Linked DNA regions of Macaca mulatta: region 1 is linked to region 2. Evidence: chromatin contacts called from public Hi-C data. All regions are on one chromosome and are shown on one strand. Each heading gives the region's core, a stretch centred on a gene start, on an enhancer-like site or on the middle of the called end of the contact. The rest is flanking DNA. Distances are from core to core; before and after follow the strand shown.

Region 1 (7,244 bases), core at 3,716-6,215, 260 kb after region 2:
AGCCTTCCGAGTAGCTGGGACTACAGGCGCACGCCACCATGTATTCTTTTTTTTTTTTTGTAACGACGAAATCTTGCTATGTTGCCCAGGCTGGTCTCGAACTCCTGGACTCAAGTGATCCGCCCACTTCAGCCTCCCAAAATGCTGGGATTACAGGTGTGATCCACCATACCTGACCCTAATCCATATTTCACTGTCCATCTGCCTCCTCTATAGATTGCAGGCTCCATGAGGAGGGTGCACCTGTCATTCACAGTTGCATCCTCATTGCCTAGGGCAGTGCCTGATACATCATCAGTATACTGTATATATACACCAGTGTATATATGTACAACAGTGATGTATACTGATATATACATCAGTAAATATCAACGGAATGAGTTAAAACAGGAAAGCTTATTAGCACAGAAACCAAAGCAGAAGCAGCAGCACACATGCCCTCTTGAGATTGACAAAATTGTGCTGTAGTCCTAGGCTGCTGGTTGTTAAGTGACTTTAGGGAAGTCACTGTGGCCATCTGCAGATTGAGGAAATTGACGTAATTATCTCTGAGGTCCCTCCCAAATTCTCATGTGTAGTTGACATCTATTATCTATTGCTTATATGTCACTGAATTGGTAGGTATGCATAAATAGAATTTGCCCCTAACTACGAATGTGATTGTGTATATTTTCTTTTTAAAAAATTGGGCTTTTGTTTCTCATATTGAGAACTCTGTTATGCCATTGTTGAATTTCTCGCAGATTTCCCCCCACCCACCTTCAAACTCTACTTCCTTAGACAGATTTGGCAATAGCTTTGTAAGTGATATGGACATAATTGCCTACAATAATGAAAACCTACAGGATTCTTTTTTCATTTTCCCTTTGGCATGTTTACTATTCCCTGCCCCACCAGGCAGGGAATTCTGAGTGTGTGAGTGTGTGCACCCCTTACAAAGACGACTACTATGTTACTAACATATTGGATTTGGAAAAAACAATTGTAGGCTGGGCGCGGTGGCTGACGTTGGTAATCCCAGCACTTTGGGAGGCCGAGGTGGGCGGATCACGAGGTCAGGAGTTCAAGACCAACCTGGCCAACATGAAACCCCATCTCTACTAAAAATGTAAAAATTAGCCAGGCATGGTGGCACGCTCCTGTAATCCCAGCTACTTGGGAGGCTGAGACAGGAGATTCGCTTGAACCCAGGAGGCAGAGGGTGTAGTGAGCTGAGATTGTGCCATTGCACTCCAGTTCTGGGTGACAGAGCAAGACTGGGTCTCAGGGAAAAAAAAAAAGAAAAAGAAAAAACAATTGTTTTTGAAAAACGATTTGTGGCCGGGCGCGGTGGCTCAAGCCTGTAATCCCAGCACTTTGGGAGGCCGAGACGGGCGGATCATAAGGTCAGGAGATCGAGACCATCCTGGCTAACCCGGTGAAACCCCGTCTCTACTAAAAAATACAAAAACTAGCCGGGCGAGGTGGCGGGCGCCTATAGTCCCAGCTACTGGGGAGGCTGAGGCAGGAGAATGGCGTGAACCCGGGAGGCGGAGCTTGCAGTGAGCTGAGATCTGGCCACTGCACTCCAGCCTGGGCAACAGAGCGAGACTCCGTCTCAAAAAAAAAAAAAAAAAAAAAAAAAAAGAAAAACGATTTGTAATGTCTTTCACAGAGACTAAATGAACAGTATGTTTTGATACTTTTTAAAAAATAATTTTGTCTTTTTAGATTCTGATTCATGTGCACATGAATGTACCCATGTACATGGTTGTATCTCATGATGCTGAAGTTTGGGGTACAATTGATCCCATCACCCAGGGTACAGTACCCAATAGGTAGTTTTTCAACCCTTCCCGCCTCTAGTAATCCCCCGTGTCTACTGTTCCCATCTTTATGTTCATAAGTACCCAATGTTTAGCTCCTACTTATAAGTGAGAACATGCAGTATTTGGTTTTCTGTTCCTGCATTAATCCACTTAGGATAAAAGCCTCTAGCTGCATCCATGTTGCTGCAAAGGACATGATTTCTTCTTTTTTTTCTTTTCTTTTACCTCGCCTCCCCTCTCGTCCCCTCCCGTCCCCTCCCTCCCCCTCCCTTCCCTCCCTCCGCCCCTTTTCTTTCTTTACTTCTTTCTTCCTTCCTTCCCTTTCTTCCCTTCCCTCCCGTCTTGCTTCCTTCCTTCCCTTCCCTCTCGTCTTTTTCTTTCTCTCTTTCTTTTCTTTCTTTCTCTTCCTTCCTTCCTTCCTTCCCTTCCCTCTCGTCTTTTTCTTTCTCTCTTTCTTTTCTTTCTTTCTCTTCCTTCCTTCCTTTCCTTTCCCTCCCTCTCTCTCTTTCTTTCTTTCTTTTCTGCATCCATGTTGCTGCAAAGGACATGATTTCTTCTTTTTACTCTTTCTTTTCTTTTTTGCTTTCCTTCCCTTCCTTCCTTCCTTTTCTTTTCTTTCTTTTACTTTCTTTTCTCCTTTCATCTTTCTTTCTTCTTTTTTTTCTTGAGTCAAAGTCTTGCTCTGTTGCCCAGGCTGGAGTGCAGTGAGTGGTGTGATTTTGGCTCACTACAACCTCCACCTCCCGTGTTCAAGCAATTCTCCTGCCTCAGCCTCCCCCAGTAGCTGAGATTACAGGCCCGTGCCACCACACCCGGCTAATGTTTGTATTTTTAGTAGAGACAAGGTTTCACCATATTGGCCAGGCTCGTCTCAAACTCCTGACCTCAAGTGATCTGCCCACCTTGGCCTCTCACAGTGTTAGGATTACAGGTGTGAGCCTCATCTTGTTCTTTCTTATGGCTGCGTGTTTTTATACTTTCAAATTACAAGGACTCAGTGAAGGCTATTCATTGCCTTGAACTTCCCAAAGCAGTTCCACAATCAATCGGGTTCTCAGTAAGAATCCGAGACTTGCAGGGAAAATGCTGTCAGTACCCCCATTTAACAGATGTGGAAACTGAGGCCTAGACCTACATTCTTGTCCCTTTACAGACAAAGTCCCTGGAGGAGGGGGTTCATCTAGAGGCTCGTACAGATATACTGGAATGTAAAGTTTTGGCTGCCTGGGTTCATACCTAAACTCTGCAGCCTCAGGTCTCTTTCCACTACTAGAAGATGGGGAGAAGGCTGGGTGCTGTAGCTCACGCTTGTAATCTCAGCATTTTGGGAGGCTGAGGCGGGCACATCACCTGAGGTCAGGAGTTTGAGAGCAGCCTGGCCGACATGGTGAAACCTCGTCTCTACTAAAAATACAAAAAAAAAAAAAAAAAAAAAAAAAATAGCTGGGCAGGGTGGCGGGCACCGTAATCCCAGCTACTCCAGAGGCTGAGGCAAGAGAATTGCCTGAACCCAGGAGGCAGAGGTTGCAGTGAGCCTAGATCATGCCACTGCACTGCAGCCTGGGCGATAGAGTGAGACCCTGTCTCCAAAAAAAAAAAAAAAAAAAAAAACAGGCTGGGCGCAGTGACTCACGCCTGTAATCCCAGCACTTTGGGAAGCAGAGGCGGACGGATCACCTGAGGTCAGGAGTTCGAGATCAGCCTGGACAATACGGTGAAACCCCGTCTCTATTAAAAATACAAAATTAGCCAGGCGTGGTGGCACATGCCTGTAATCCCAGCTACTCGGGAGGCTGAGGCAGGAGAATCGCTTGAATCTGGGAGGCGGAGGATGCAGCGAGCCGAGATCGTGTCATGCACTCCAGCCTGGGCAACAAGAGTAAATCTCCGTCTCACCAAAAAAAAAAAAAAAAAAAAAAAGAAAGAAAGAAAGAAAATGGAGAGAATGTTAGCACTTAATTTCCCAGAATTGTGAGACTTAACATATGTCAGCCTGGGCAGCATAGGGAGACCCCACCTCTACCAAAAATTTAAAAATTAGCCGGGCATGGTGGCTGGGGCATGCCTGTGGTCCCAGGTACCAGGGAAGCTGAGGCAGGAAGATCACTTGAGCCCAGGAGATGGAGGTGGCAGTGACCTACCATCACGTTACTGTACTCCAATTAAAAAATAAGTGTGGGGCCAGGCGCGGTGGCTCACGCCTGTAATCCCAGCACTTTGGGAGGCCGAGACAGACGGATCACGACGTCAGGAGATGGAGACCATCCTGGATAACACGGTGAAACCCCGTCTCTACTAAAAATACAAAAAATTAGCCGGGTGTGGTGGCGGGCGCCTGTAGACCCAGCTACTTGGGAGGCTGAGGCAGAAGAATCGCTTGAACCCAGAAGGCGGAGGTTGTAGTGAGTAGAGATCGCACTCCAGCCTGGGAGACAGACTCCGTCTCAAAAAAAAAGTGTGGAACTCAATAAATATGAGTTGTTATTACAGTGGCAAGCCCTGAAAGGGGGTCTACAAAAGCCCAGTGGGCGAGGCTGAGGAAATGCCTGGGCACGACCCTTCTCATGGCATTCCCGGGGCGCCCGCATCAGCCCGTACCCACTCACGCTCGGGGACTTTCTCGGAATCGCGCTTCTTCTTCCAGCCGCCTCAAGGCGGGCCCCGTCCAGCTCTCTTTAGCTCCGCCCCCTGATGAGGGGGCGTGGCCTCCACAGGGCCGGGGCGTGGCCCAACCGGGAAATGGGGCGTCGAACTCCCCTTCCCAGTCTAGAGCCACCCAATCAAGGCGGGGCGGGAGACCGATCACGTGACCCGCAAGCGGTCTCACCCTCCTCATGTGCCAGTACCACCTCCTCCAGTCCCAGAGGGGGGATGTCTTACTCCTTTCCGGGAAGCAAACCCTTTGAGTACGGTTTGCGTCCACATAGCGTGAGGGTGAGATCCTTGGGAGCCACTGGGACCGTCTTTGCCCCCTCGGTGGGGTTTTGTCTCCTGGCTTCCCCCAAGTGCGAGGCGTTGGTCTCGCCCAGCCGGGTCTTGGGCGCGGCGGCGGCAGCCGCGTCACTGGCGGGCGGGATCCCTCCGCTCTGGGGAGGCAGCGCTGGCGGTGGGGTTGGGGCCACTGAGGAAATCCATCCGCGCCGCCGCCGCCTCCGCCGCGGAGGAAGACAGCGCCGCCCGCGCGCCGCCAGCGACCCCGCCGCAGAGTCCCACCGCCACAGGTACCTCCGCTGGCAAAAGGAGTCCTCGCGCCCCCCAGCCCCAATTTCCCGCAGGGGAACCTCTCTTCCTTCGGTCTCCCCGGGCTGGCCTCCTGGGAGCGGACGTAACTCCCCAGACCTCCCCTCCCTTCCTATCTGGCCCCGTCGCTCCCAAACCCGGAAGGGGAACTGGGGGGGACCCTCGCCCCCCACGGTGTGTGCACTTCCCCGCACCATCAGCGAAGTTTTTGCCCGACCCCAGACCCCAGCCCAGCCCCGACTGCCTCTTGCTCCCTTGGAAGTTGGGGGGCTAAATTCGGGGCTTCCTCTAGGCCCCGCCCCGCCCCCTTTCCCCACCGCCACCCTCCCGCCTGCCCCTGGGGAGCACCCCTCGTGTCCTCCACTGTCGCACCCCTGCCGGCCCTCGCCTTGCACAACCCCAAAATCGGGGAGAAGCAGGCAAGGCCGCGCGCCACCCTTCCTTTAGTCTCCACCCTACCCCCGATTTGGGTTCTGCTCGTGGTTTCTGGCCCCACTCCCCGAAACCGGAGCCCTCGGCGCCCTATTCCCTTTACAGATCCCCACCCGAAGCCCAGCTCCCAGGCACCCGCCCCCCGCCCAGCTTTCTTTTGGGCAAAATGGAGGTCGTGGGGGCTGGAGGGCCAGGCCCACTGCGCTTCGCAGCGCCGCACCAGCCCGCGCCTTCCAGCTGCGAGATCCAGGGACCCTCCCGTCACCTCTCCTGGGCCCCGCCAGACCTGCGGAGGCGGTGGCACCCCCATTTCTCTATGGGACCCTGGCTGCTATATCCCTGGAATCTGGGGGCTGCTGAGGGCCCTGCGGGGTGATGGGGACCGAGGGCTGAGAGCGTCGCCCCCGCCCCCAGTTTCTTTCTCCAGCCCTGCTTCCTTCTGCCCTGGGCCTCCGGTGGTGCCGCCAGGCCTGGGCTGCTAGTAGCTGGAAGAGGCTTTGTGCGGGCCTGGGGGTTGGGTGAAGTAAGGAGTTCTGCCTGCGCCCCCCACACCCCGATTTTGAGGGTCACCCCCTGGCACTGGCGTAGAAAGCTGAACTTACAAGGAGGGGAAATGTCAGTGGGGAATAGGAACGCCCTGTGCCTGGGGGAAGTGGGAGCTGGGTGGGGGACGCCTGGGTCGGCCGAGTGCAGTGTGTACGGCCGGATCGCACAGGTGTCCCGCGGGTGGGGAAGGACTCAGGCGCCCGGAGCGGAGCCAGCCAAGCCTCTGGGGCCCGGGCGCGAGCCCGCTGGCTGGGCCCCCCAGGTGTCCAGGGCGCCGGGGCCAGGCCGCCTGGGGCCTCCCGCCCGCGCCTGGGAGAGAGCAGCTCCGCGCCTCGGGGCCGGGGACCTCGTTGCGGAGCCGTAATTACTCGAGAGCGGCTCCCACGGGCTTTCTGCGGGCGCGGCGGGGCGGGCGGTCTCTGCGCTGGAGGGAGCAGCGGCTCGGGGCTGCCTTCCCCGCCGTTGTCACCCCCACCCGCGGCGGACGGCTAATGGGGCGCAGCCGGAGCAGGGATTATCCGGGGTGAGCTGTCCAGAACCTATTAGCTCCCAATCGGCTTTTCCCAAATCCTGTAAACAGCCACCCGGGCCGGTTCTGGGGAGGGGCGGGAGCCTGGGTCGGGCGGGGGCGATGGGGCCGGGGGTGGGGTCACCCACCCTACAGGTCTCAGCCGTGGATGCGGTTGCCTTGGCAACGGGGCTAGGGTGGGGGCATTTCACCAATGAGGTGCTCTCGGTCCGGGTGACGGTTGCCTAGGCAACCCCACGAACAGCCTAGCTTCCCCCTCTGGTCGCTCCCCCCCACCCGCCACCGTCGAAGCTGGGGGTGTGTGTGGAGGGTGTGCGCCTTGTGGGGTGAATTTCAAGAGGCACCTCCCCTTTTAAAATTAGGTGCTTGGGGGGCGGTGCCGGTGCGGGCTGGGGCAGACGCCAGGTCTGTTTTCGAAGGGACACCCCCCCCCCCCAGTTCCTGCCGCGGGTGTCCCGCCCGGGCTGTGTCCGAGGGAGGGGTTTCCCCTGCGCTTCCTCTTGCACTTCCCGCTCCGTTTCCGGGGGGCGGGAGGAAGATTGGGGAAGTCGGCTCTTACTCGGCGACGTCTCGGTTGCCGGAGACCCTGGTTGTGCCGCCGCCCCTCCCCCCTCCCCTTGCTTACCCCTTCCGGGCCGTGCTGCAACCCCGCCTTTCCCCCCACTTCCCCGGCGGCCTCGGGCCTGACG
Region 2 (7,290 bases), core at 2,609-5,108:
GATGTATAGTATAGTATCACATAATATGTATAATCTGTGCATGTGATGAACACTGCTTTCAAACAAAAGCTCTAACCTGATCAATAAAGAAGGGAAGGCCAGGAAGTCACTTTCTGATAACTCAGGTTGCCCCTCCTCCGTTTCAGGTGAATTAACTTCTTTCACAATAACAAATACTGAAAGCTGGTTCAGAGAGAGGAAAAAAAAATAGACAGTTAATAAATATATAAAATACCACTAACTTTCTTCTGTACAGCTACTAAATGACTAGGGGCTGTAGACTCGGGAATAAAATTTGAGGTTTTAATTTCTCTTTTCTTACCTTAGATGAAGAGGGGCAGGATGTGGGGTTGGGGGGAAGGCTTTAATAAGAGGGGCAAAGGCTTTAAATAAGAATGTAAAGGAACCAGTACAGTTCCAGAAACCATATTCCCATCACTCAACATACGAAATGAGGGTAAAAAAGGAGGGAAAAAGAACTTAGGAATAATAAAGGAAACCAAGGGAAAGTGAATGAGGATCTCAAAACAGTTTTATTTCACTTAGAACATTAAAAATCATCACATAAATTTTGAGATGAAATCATCTAACTCAGCAGTTCCAAGTATGGTCCCAGAATCCTAGGGGGTCCTCTCCCTTTTCCAACTACCTATCTGTATTAAGCTTGATTTTCTCATGTACTTTTACAAAAACAAGATATCCCAACAGACTGAATGCAGAAACTGATGAGAACCCAGTTGTTTTCTATTAAGCCAGACATGAAAGAGATTTGCAAAAATGTAAAACACCACCATTCTTCATGCTAAATTTTCTTTTGTTTAGGAAAATGTATTTTTCATAAAAACCTGTTTAGGTTAACATATTATTATTTCTAATCAAACTTTAAATGTTTCTCAATTCTAATTTCTAATATGTTTATATCAACAGATACAAACCAAATAAAAGCTCTTTGGAGTCCTCCATAATTTAAGAGTATAAAAGGGTTCTCAGACCAAAAAGTTTGAGAACTGACCTAGTGAAATAACTTGTCAGTCTTGCCAATTTTTAAAAAATAAACAGTAATTCTCTCTCCCCACACACCATTCAGAATGTGTTCCCACACTTCCTCCTCCTAACCATCCAATCATTCCCTTCTTTACCTTGTTCCTCAAATCCTTGGTCTAAGAGAAGTAAACCCTTCAGCATTGTCATCTAATCCAGACTCCCTGAGTCTCAAAAAAGCGGTAAAGAGTATATTTCAGCCAGGCGCAGTGGCTCACGCCTGTAATTCCAGCACTTTGGGAAGCCAAGGTGGTCGAATCACCTGAGGTCAGGAGTTCAAGACCAGCCTGACCAACATGGTGAAGCCCCGTCTCCACTAAAACACAAAAATTAGCCGGGCGTGGTGGCAGGCGCCTGTAATCTCAGCTAATTGGCAGGCTGAAGCAGGAGAATCACTTGAACCCAGGAAGTGGAGGCCGCAGTGAGCCAAGATCGTGCTATTGCACTCCAGCCTGGGCAAAATGAGCGAGACTCCATCTCAAAAAAAAAAAAAAAAAGTATATTTCAAATCTTTCTTAAGCCAGAGTCTGATCTTCCTTTTTGCATTAATAACAGTATGTGGACTCCTGCTTATTTTCATGCATCAATTAACTAATAGCAGTTTCCTCCCTTCTTTCCTTTTTCCCTTCCTCCCTCTTCCCTCCCTCTCTTCCTTCTTCCCTCCTGTCTCCCTTTGTCCCTCCATCCCTTCCTCTCTCCCTCCCCCTCCCGCTTCCCTCTCTCCCTCCCTCTCCTTCCTTCCTTGTCCTCCTCCCTTCCTCTCTCCCTCTCCTTCCTCCTTCCCTCCTCTCCCTCTTCCCTCCCTTCCTCCTTCCCTCCTCTCCCTCTTCCCTCCCTTCCTCCTTCCCTCTTCCCTCCCTTCCTCCTCCTTTCCTCCCTCCTCTTCCTCCCTCCCTCCTTCCCTCTCTTCCTCCCCCTCTCCTTTCTCCCCCTCCTCCTTCCCACTTCCCTCTTTCCTCCCCCTCCCCCTTCCCTCTTTCCTCCCCCTCTCCTTCCTACCCCCTCCCTCCCCCTCCTCCCTTCCCCACCTCTCCTCCTCCATCCTTCCTCTCCCTCCTCCCTCCCTCCCTTTTCGCTTCCTCTCTTCACCCCCTCCTCCCTCGCCCCTCCCCTTTTTCCCTTCCTCTATTCACCCCCTCCTCTCTCCCCCTCCTCCCTCCCTGCCCCCTTTCTCCCTCCTTCCTTCCTCCCCCTTCCCTCCCTTGCTTGCTTCCTTCACGTTTGTGCACAAGCTCAGCAAGCCTGATTTAAAACGTTTAACAAGAAAGAAGAGGCAGGTGGATCACCTGAAGTCAGGAGTTCAAGACCAGCCTGGCCAATACGTGAAACCCCGTCTCTACTAAAAATACGGAAAAATTAGCCGGGCACGGTGGGGCGTGCCTATAATCCCAGAATTTTGCGAGGCCAAGAGGTCACCTGAGGTCAGGAGTTCGAGACCAGCCTGGCCAACATGGAGACACTCCATCTCTACTAAAAATACAAAATTAGCTGGGCGTGGTGGTGGGCGCCTGTAACCCCAGCTCCTCAGGAGGCTGAGGCAGGAGAATCGCTTGAACCCGGGAGGCGGAGGTTGTAGTGAGCGGAGATTGCGCCACTGCACTCCAGCCCGGGCGACAGAGCAAGACTGTCTTTTAAAAAATAATAAAAAATAAAAGATAATTTTTAAAAAGCCCCAATCCCAAATGCACCTTGCAATCCAAAGGGAAGAAGTTTTGGGGAGAAGTTCTTCCCATTTGGGGGGTGCTCCCATTTTCCTCTCTCTTCCCTCACCCCTTATTCTCTCTCAGGGATAGGGGTTCAGTTCGGAGGTGTCCCTGAGCCACACGTCCTCGCCTCTCCCCGAAAACGGTGGCGTCCCCCTCTCTCTTTCCCGTTCCTTCCCTTCCTTCCTCCCACCATGAGGGAATCTCCCCTCCACTCCCACTCCCGCCAAGGCACCGTGATCCTCATTCTCACTCATATTGTCAGTGCCCGTCAGGAGACTGGGCTGTTTTTGTCTGTTTCTTGGGGACGACAGATTCTGAGGAAAAAGGGCCAAGAGCTGGTTGTCGCCCTGAGAAAGTTTCTCCTCAGGCAACGGGTGCCAGGACTGGCGGCGCCTAGCACCTTCACCTACAACCAGAAACTAGCCGGCTACCTTCAGGAGCAAGGAGGACCTAAAGGCGAGGTGCAAAACCAGCTGGCGCAGCGACTCCGCAAGCCTCTCACACCTCAACCCAGGTTTCCCGCCACCAAGAAAAGGCACGAGGACGTCGGGCGCGCTAGCTCCACCCCCGGGAGGCGCGCTCGCGGAGTCTGAGGCGCATGCGCAACTGGAAACAGCGTCTGCGTTTCCGCGGCTGAGGTAATTCCGCCATCTTTCACCCGAACGTCCCGGGAAAACTACAAATCCCAGAATCCTCTTTGGTGTCACATATTTTTAGGCGGCGGCCGCAGCGCCTGATTGTTCTTGAAGCACATCTTACTAACTTTTCTCTGTTTCAGATTGCCTTTTCCTCCCTCTTTCCGTTCCCTGATTCCTCCTCTTCCTGCTGGTCTCCTTCACGCCCTCACTTTAGGATTTTATTTGAGACTTTCCGGGACCCCACTGTCACCCCTGTCACCCGCTCCTCGGCCCAGCACTCCGCTGGCAGGAAGACCGGGCTGCGAATCTCCCCGGGAAAACGCCGTAGATTCGCTTCTTCCTCATTGGCCGAAGCGGGGGGGGGGGCCCAGCGCGGACCGAACCCCCGTCCCCGCCCACACTCTCTGGTATATAAGTCGGCGCGGCGCCGCGGCGGGCGTTTGGGGAGGCCCGTGAGCTGACGGGCCAGTGAGCGGGCGTCGGGAATGGGCGGAGGCGTTGGGGTCCGGGCCGTGGGTGTGGAGGCGGAGAGGAAGGCGTGGTGTGGCGTCTCCAGGTGATTGCGATTGGGGGAAGGCAGAGGAACCAGAGAACGACTCAGCCGTTTCGGGGGAAGAGGAAGTTGGACAACACCGGCTGTTTTAGTGCTTTTTCTTTTTCCCCAATTCAGCAGAGAATATTTTCGAGGGGGGTGAGTTATAATGACCTATCGCGTTTTACTGAGCCCAGTTCCACTCCTGCCCTTCCTCGGCTTTGTAGGGTCTCTCTGCTCCTTCGGAAGCGCTTCTAAGAAGATGGGCAGAGGGGGGAGGTGTGCTACCAACAGCTCATGAATAATTCATGAGCACCGCCCTTCGTCGGGAAGCCCTGCCCCTCCGGATCGCGCTGACGCACGCTGCGTTTACCAAACTTAAGGAAGCGACGTCACAGGCCCTACCCCTAAGACGGGAGGCGGGGCGCCACCTCCAGCACGTGCTGCCTGTACCCGCGCAAGCCCAAAAGGGTGTGCGCAGGCGCTGCCCACTAGGGGGAGGAAGGAGGCGGGGTGGGGAGGTTGTTGGATTTAGAGCCGGGTGGAGACCGCTGAGACTCATTCCTCAGGAACAAGGGTCGGGTGTCAAGGAGACCTTTTCACACCAGGTCCCGTCCCCCGCCTACGGTGGGTGGGATCGCGCGGCAGAGACAAAGGAGATCAGTAGGGCCGGACCTAGCTGCGCAGGGAAGTAGGGTGTCAGTTTGGGGTGGTGGGCTTTTGCGGGGGCTGTGTGGGGGGTTATATTTAAACTCCCAGAGCCGTTAAGTTGGTTCGTACTCCGATGCGCGCGCAACCAGGGTGGTGGCGGAGTGCGCATGCGTGGTTCCGGGGCGAAGGGAACGCGCGCTTGCCGTGCGCGCTCGCGGCGGGGTGGTAGTGGCGGAGGAGAAAGGGGTCGGCGCACGCGCGGTTGAGTGCTCGAGTAGTTCGGGTGTCGCGGGCATCTTGTTTTGGTCTCGCGGGCGAGTGGGGCGCACTTCGCGGGGAGGCGCTTGGGCGCGAGACTAGGCGAGAAGAGCAGAGCTGCGCGCGCACTCGGGAAAGGGGGGGAAGGGAGCAGGGTCCAGGCAGGGGGGGTTAAGCCCCCTGATCCCCCTCGTTACCCCGACTGGGACGGAATAAGGGGAGGAAATGATCGAGATGGCGGCGGAGAAGGAGCCGTTTCTGGTGCCGGCCCCGCCGCCGCCGCTCAAAGATGAGTCGGGCGGAGGGGGCGGCCCCACTGTGCCACCGCACCAAGAGGCCGCCTCTGGGGAGCTCTGCGGCGGGACGGAGCGTGGTCCGGGTCCTTGCGCGCCGTCTGCGGGGTCCCCGGCCGCTGGGGTCGGTCGAGAGAGCCCCGGGGCCGCGGCCACCCCCCCCGGTGGTCCCCAGGCGCAGCAGCACCGAGGAGGCGGCCCCCAGGCGCAGTCGCACGGGGAGGCCCGCCTGTCGGATCCCCCGGGGCGAGCCGCTCCCCCGGACGTGGGGGAGGAGCGCCGGGGAGGGGGCGGGACAGAGCTGGGTCCCCCTGCTCCTCCTCGACCCCGCAATGGCTATCAGCCCCACCGGCCACCTGGGGGGGGCGGGGGCAAGAGGAGAAATAGCTGTAATGTAGGGGGAGGTGGGGGAGGCTTTAAACATCCGGCCTTCAAGAGGCGCAGGCGGGTGAATTCGGACTGTGACTCTGTGTTACCCTCCAACTTCCTCCTGGGGGGCAATATCTTTGATCCCCTGAACCTGAATAGCCTCCTGGATGAGGAAGTGAGCCGCGCCCTCAACGCAGAGACCCCTAAGTCATCCCCCCTTCCGGCCAAAGGGCGAGATCCAGTGGAGATCCTCATCCCCAAAGATATTACTGACCCGCTCAGTCTCAATACTTGCACTGATGAGGGCCATGTAGTTCTTGCTTCGCCACTCAAGACTGGTCGGAAGCGGCATAGACACCGGGGACAGCACCACCAGCAGCAGCAGGCAGCCGGAGGGAGTGAGAGCCACCCCGTGCTGCCCACAGCCCCTCTCACCCCCTCACTCCACGGGGAGGGCGCCTCACAGCAGCCGCGGCACAGAGGCCAGAACCGGGATGCCCCCCAACCCTATGAACTCAACACAGCCATCAACTGCAGGGATGAAGTGGTGTCTCCGCTTCCATCTGCTCTACAGGGTCCCTCAGGCTCCCTATCAGCCCCTCCAGCTGCCTCAGTTACCTCTGCACCCCCATCTTCCTCCTCCCGACATCGCAAACGTCGCAGGACTTCCAGCAAGTCGGAGGCAGGGGCTAGGGGTGGAGGCCAGGGTTCCAAGGAAAAGGGCCGAGGGAGTTGGGGAGGCCGTCACCACCACCACCACCCACTGCCTGCAGCAGGCTTCAAAAAGCAACAGCGCAAGTTCCAGTATGGGAATTACTGCAAATACTATGGGTACCGCAATCCTTCCTGTGAGGATGGGCGCCTTCGGGTGTTGAAGCCTGAGTGGTTTCGGGGCCGGGACGTCCTAGATCTGGGCTGCAATGTGGGCCATCTGACCCTGAGCATTGCCTGCAAGTGGGGCCCGTCCCGCATGGTGGGCTTGGATATAGATTCCCGGCTCATCCATTCTGCCCGTCAGAACATCCGACACTACCTTTCCGAGGAGCTGCGTCTCCCACCCCAGACTGTGGAAGGGGACCCGGGGGCAGAGGGTGAGGAAGGGACCACCACCGTTCGAAAGAGGAGCTGCTTCCCAGCCTCGCTGACTGCCAGCCGGGGTCCCATCGCTGCCCCCCAAGTGCCCTTGGATGGAGCGGACACATCAGTCTTCCCCAACAATGTTGTCTTCGTCACGGTAAGAGGGTCCAGAGGCTCTTGGAATAGGGGTCAGGTGTGAAGATGAGATTAAACGGGAATGTGGCAGGGAAGGTTATGACCCAGTTCCTCAAAAGAGAGGTCTGGGTTGGCAAGTGAGAGTCTCTGCTGGGCATCTCTCCCCTCTTATAACCTGGAAAGGTGGGGTCTCTACCTTGGGGCATTGACCCTGGAGTCCTTTCTCATGACTGCAAGGATCTCCAAGATAAAGGAAGACTCTCTTTTTTTTTTTTTGCAGTGCTCTGGGCTTGGCCTATAATCCACACTGGTCCACCTTCCCTTCCCTTGAAGGCTGCTGCTCACTAGGGAATTCGATCCAGGTGGAACTTGGTCCTCAGGTTGACTGAAGGAGCCTGAGATGGGGGTCGGGCATGGAATGTCTTCTAGGGAGATTAGGGTAGCAGCAGACTAATATTGGCGTTTCTGCCCTTTGATAGCCACCTTGCTCCCATCAGCAGCTTTTGTTTTTCTAGACAGTTTGTGAAGAGTGTCAGGAACCCAAGTGACTTGGCTGTAGATCCTCTCCACATTGACCCTAGATAATGGGA

Evidence for each region. A called contact is a pair of places that touch in the nucleus more often than the background predicts.
Region 1: a contact with region 2 is called in a Hi-C map of fetal cortex germinal zone, with 2.1 times the contacts expected there. The contact joins the promoter of GNB2 here to the promoter of ZCWPW1 in region 2. A contact is called at or near these places in 2 of 14 Hi-C or Micro-C datasets (cortical neurons and fetal cortex germinal zone).

What each region holds. Positions count from the first base shown.
Region 1 is chr3:47,877,632-47,884,875 of T2T-MMU8v2.0, forward strand. It overlaps GNB2 (G protein subunit beta 2), which reads left to right and starts at 4,966. Exons shown (of 10, transcript XM_077996420.1): 1 at 4,966-6,549.
Region 2 is chr3:47,623,266-47,630,555 of T2T-MMU8v2.0, forward strand. It overlaps ZCWPW1 (zinc finger CW-type and PWWP domain containing 1), which reads right to left and starts at 3,859. Exons shown (of 17, transcript XM_077996331.1): 1 at 3,511-3,859; 2 at 77-183. MEPCE (methylphosphate capping enzyme) reads left to right here and starts at 4,654. Exons shown (of 4, transcript NM_001261658.1): 1 at 4,654-6,722. The coding sequence starts at 5,052.